Regions from separate parts of the Gossypium hirsutum genome. Here region 2 is linked to region 1. A link is a contact called in public Hi-C data. All regions are on one chromosome and are shown on one strand. The core of a region is the stretch at or near the end of the contact, and the rest is flanking DNA. Distances in the headings are between cores, read along the strand shown. Region 1 holds the start of LOC107903956 (cytochrome P450 CYP82D47-like). Region 2 holds the start of LOC107903963 (snRNA-activating protein complex subunit).

Region 1 (2,664 bases), core at 106-2,605:
ACGCGCCAGGAAATTACGTCCACATCAGCTCGACTTGCTGACTTGGAAGGAAATCGCGCCCTCGAGGACGCGATTTGCTGACATGGCATGAACAGTTTATGTTTTTTAGCTTGGAAAACTTTGAAAGGCCATAACTTTTGGCTCGGTTGTCCGATTGAGACGATTTTTGTTTTGATTTCGAATAACTTTTCGATATCTATGCGCTGGCAAATAGCCGAAGGCGGTTTGCTGCAATTTTCGTTGAAAAAGATCTTTTTTGCCCCTAAATTTCAATTTTTTCGGTTTAAAATTGAATTTTGAAACATTCAAATTATTATTTTCCTTATTTATTTGAAGTAAACACCGGATCTTTTTTTACAGAATTGTTGCATTTATTTGAATCTTTTTTGTGCTTGTTGCATTTATTTTTTAATCAATTAACTGGGTAACATACCAAAAAAAGTCCTATTTTTTAAAAAATTTACCAAAATGGGCCCAGTTAATTGATTAAAAAAATAAATGTGACAAGTACAAAAAAGATTCAAAATTATTACCAACAAGATTTGAACCAAGGTACTAAAGGAAAAAAACAAGCATCTTAACCAACTAAGCTAAATTAATTAATTGACATATTATAAAAATATTATTATTATCTTTAATTATATTACTTATATTCTAACGATTTATCGGACCTATTCCATACAAGTGTCAAATCAGAAAAAATAATACAACAATTCTGTAAAAAAAGATCCGGTGTTTACTTCAAATAAATAAGGAAAATAATGATTTTAAACCGAAAAAATCAAAATTTAGGGGCAAAAAAGGATCTTTTTCGATGAAAATTGCAGCAAACCGCCTTCGGCTATTTTCCAGCGCGTAGATCTCGAAAAGTTATTCGAAGTAAAAAAAATCGTTTCAATCGGACAACCGAGACAAAAGTCATGGCCTTTCAAAGTTTTCCAAGCTAAAAAATATAAACTGTTCATGCCACGTCAGCAAATCGCGTCCTCGAGGGCGCGATTTCCTTCCACGTCAACAAGTCGCGCTGCGTGGACGCGATTTCTTGGCGCATACCCTGACATCGCGCTGACGTGGACGCGATTTCGCGAAAAATGGACCATTCCGGTAAATAATTAAATAGTTAGCCCATTTTGATAAATTTTGAAAAAAAAGGCTTTTATTGATAAATTATCCCACTTCAACAACATTGAAATATTGCAAAAATAAAATTGTTGTACTTTTTTTGACTGCAGTTCAAACATATTATTTAATTAATGAAAATAGAATAAAAAATCTTCAATTTCCAAAATGACAAGTTTGACCGACTAGGCAACCTCCCAGCTCTATTTATACGTGCAAAAAGCAATTCATGCCTATCCACTTCTTCACTTCCTATAATCAAAGTAGTGATGGATCTTCTTGATCTCTCTATTTTTGGCTATGCACTAGTCTTAGGCATTACGCTACTGTTTTTGTACACCAAACTCAAAAAGTCTAGCTCAGGAAGCGGCGGCAAAGCTCCACCGGTAGCAGCCGGTGCATGGCCAATAATCGGTCACCTCCCGCTATTAGGGGGACCCAAGGCCCCTCATGAATCGTTGGGAGACTTGGGTGAGAAATATGGACCTGCTTACATGATCCGGATCGGTGTTCATCCAGCCCTGGTGGTGAATTCGAGTGATGTAGCCAAGGAAATCTTCACTGTCAATGATATGTATGTTTCCTCCCGTTCCGAATTTGCCGCCGCTGAACACTTGGGTTACAATTATGCCATGTTTGGCTTCTCTCCTTACGGACAATTCTGGCGGGAAATGCGCAAAATAACAATGTTGGAGGTGCTATCCAATCACAGGATCGATCAACTCAAGAAAGTTTTTGTCTCGGAGATAGAAGGCTCAATGAAACTATTATATAATACGTGGGCAGACAAAAAAAATGGCTCTGGTAAGGTGTTGGTTGAGATGAAGAAACACTTTTCGGACTTGACTTTGAACGTTATTATGAGGACGGTTGCTGGGAAGAGGTACAGCGTTGGTGCGGAGGAAGACCAGAAAGAGGTGTTGAGATATCGTACGGCTTTACGAGATTTCTTTCACTTGACAGGGATGTTTGTGCTGGGAGATGCAGTCCCTTTCCTCCGATGGCTGGATTTTGGCGGCTATGAGAAGAAGATGAAGAAAACTGCTAAAGCGTTGGATGAAATTTCCGGGGGATGGCTAGATGACCACAGAAAGGGTGGACATTGGGATGAAAATAAAAAGGAGAAGGATTTCATGGATGTAATGAACTCTGTTCTTAAAGGTGCAAGTCTTGCAGGTTATGATGCTGACACCATCAACAAAGCCACTTCCCTGGTATAATCTTTCTCCTCTTTTCTTTTTTTTTTCAAATTTTATTTCTCCATTAATCAGTTCTAAAGTTCTAAAAACTATGAATTGCACATTGCAGAATATGATTTTAGCAGGCAGTGACACCACAACAGTTACTTTAATATGGGGTCTTTCCCTAATGTTAAACAAACCTCATGTACTCAAAAAGGCTCAAGAAGAACTAGACACCCATATTGGCAGGGATAGGTTTGTGAATGAAACAGACATTGGAAAATTGGTGTACATCCAAGCCATAGTTAAAGAGACATTAAGAATGTATCCACCTGCACCCCTTTCAGCGCCCCGTGAGCTCAGT
Region 2 (2,664 bases), core at 89-2,588, 210 kb before region 1:
GCAATTCTAACTTTATTAATAGCTTGATACTATCCTTTATGATAATATCAGCAAATACCTTAAAAGCTTCCTTGAGAGCCATTTCTACTAACTCTTCCTCCTTGAGAATTTTAAGGTCGTCAACACTGTAAACCGTAGAATTAATAGTAAAAATGAATCCAAATCATACGTTATGCCTGTGCTACTGACTCTTCATTTTTCTTAAGGTACTTGTGTCCAACACATATCTAGGTATTGGTATGGGATATCAACCTCCAAGAACCCTTCAAATACATGACAAAAACTTGAATATACACTTATGTGCCTGACACTCGAACCCGAGTCCGAATAACTTTAAAATAGGAGATATGCAATGAGAATACATTGTTTTGAAAGAGACTAAACAAAAAAGTAGAAATGAAGATGGGGTGATACTAACCAAATATCCTCAGACTCAGCAAGTTGAGGTGAATCCAATTCAGCCTCTAATTCCTATAAATAACACAAGAAATCATGGCAAAAACAGAATATCAAAGACAAAAAAAAAAACCATTGCAGAGTACTGAGAAAGGTATGATATTAAAAGGGATATTGTGATAATAAAAGAATATACAACCTGGAGTTGTCGAAGAACTGAGTTTTGAAACTCAGGCACGCTGGTGAGAGGACTAATGAGATTGGAAATATAAATGGGGCCACCCTTTGGGATTGAACAATTTGCTTCCTCTTCTACCGTGTTCGTCCGATTCGCCTCCATTTTTATTTCTTCAACCTTCTTCGTTTCTGATTGTTCAGAAGAAGAAAAAAAACCGTAAAAATAAATGTTCTCAAAATCAAAATAATAGAAAACTATTGCAGAAAATTCACATTTCATATATATATATATATATAAAGAAAAGAAAATTCCTAAAAAATAAATAAATTGAAAGAAATTGGATTGTGCTTAGACTAAAAAAAAGTAGATTATTTAGAAAAAGGGGAAAATTGAAAAACTGGTACCTTTGAAGTGAAAACTCCGGCAGTGGTTTCCCAGCAGCAGGGACGGCAAGTAGGGAAGGCAACCGAAAAATAACAGAAAAGTGAAGCTCAGGTCAGTTAAGCTTTACTAATGAGCCATGGAGTTTGTTGTTAGGTCGGATGGGCCTATTTTTTTAGCTCAATTAGGTTCAAAATGAGACACCCAAATCAAATTAATTACAGTAGCTTAACCTTCTCCTGATAATTTGTAAGCACTACTTGCCTCAAAATCCACTAAGCTGGTTACAGTTTTTATTTTTGAAGGAAGCTGGTAACAGTTTTAATTCTATTGTGAGATTTAAAGCGTCTAGGAAGACAGACTTGAAAACTGTTGGGTACGCTACCGCAGGTTCGAACCCTGCTGTCGACGTATTTTATTTCCTTTTTTTGTTTGGCTATTTTATTTAATACTTTTTTCATATTTATTTTTGTTTGGCTATTTTATTTAAGGTTAAAATATGCCATGGATCCCTGTATTCTTCACAAATTTAGAATTTAGTTTCTGTAATTTTATTTTTAGGAATTTAGTCCCTCTACTTTTCAGATTTCAAAATTAAGTACCTTTTTGTTAAATTTGTTAGTGTGACATTTTGAAATAAAAGAAATACTCACTTGGTAACAGTATAACTAAAAAATTACATTGAAATGAACCTGAATTTAACAAAATAATTTTAATCGCATTAACAGTTGGATCTAAATTCCGAAATATAAAAAATATAAGTACTAAATTCCTAAAAATAAAAGTACCGAGACTAAATTCTAAATTTATAAAGAGTACAAAAACTTGTGGCGTATTTAACCTTTATTTAGTATTTTTGTTTGGCTATTCCATGCAGCGGTAGTGAAATAAAAAAACAATTCAGAAGTGGATAAAAATGAGGTTTTGAAAGACTATAATCCCTTAAATCCAAATATCACATGAGTTTTTTTTTCCCTAGTTTATAATGGATTTAAATTACTTTTTATTGATTTTATATAAAATATAAAAAAAATTAAAAACACTTTTCTAATAATATTTATCAATTTCTAAAAGGAATTAATCTTTTAGTTATATTTTACTAAATTAATATATATATATATTAGATTAATCAATCAATTAAATATAATGATATACACACACATATGTGTTGTTTCAATGCTTTGTTTTGTGTATTTAGTAAAAAATGAAGTATGGTTGAAATTACGTTTCGAATGCAATTTCTAGACACTTCTAATCTTTTTTAATCTATAATCTATATCATTTTATCATTTATAATTTGTATCTATAATCTATATATATATATATAAAATAGAACAAGAGAATTTTTTAATTGAAATAAATTTTTATTATTTGTTTCTTAAGGTATCTACTAGAGCGAGTTTAATGATTAATCTTCTATGTTCCGTAAACCCATTAAAAGAAGACATTGACCACGGATGAAATAAATTATTTTTTATTCATTATATTACTAATTTGACACTTAAATAATAAATTTTAAATAAAATCATAATAAAATATTACTTTATTGAAAATTTAAAAAGTAATATTTTAGATAAAATCATAGTAATATATTAAAAACAATAATTAATAATTAAACAATAATTATATTATGTAATACCCCTGACTCGGCCCGGTCGCCGGATCCAAGTAAAGAGATGCTACATTAACATTCAACAATTAACAATCAC

The links. A called contact is a pair of places that touch in the nucleus more often than the background predicts.
Region 2: a Hi-C map of leaf shows a contact between it and region 1, with 1.7 times the contacts expected there. The contact joins the promoter of LOC107903963 here to the promoter of LOC107903956 in region 1. A contact is called at or near these places in 2 of 34 Hi-C or Micro-C datasets (callus and leaf).

What each region holds. Positions count from the first base shown.
Region 1 is chrD05:37,798,411-37,801,074 of Gossypium_hirsutum_v2.1, reverse strand. LOC107903956 (cytochrome P450 CYP82D47-like) reads left to right here and starts at 1,355. Exons shown (of 2, transcript NM_001326928.1): 1 at 1,355-2,333; 2 at 2,428-2,664. The coding sequence starts at 1,389.
Region 2 is chrD05:38,012,335-38,014,998 of Gossypium_hirsutum_v2.1, reverse strand. It overlaps LOC107903963 (snRNA-activating protein complex subunit), which reads right to left and starts at 1,338. Exons shown (of 12, transcript XM_016830199.2): 1 at 979-1,338; 2 at 596-762; 3 at 419-471; 4 at 59-125. The coding sequence starts at 736.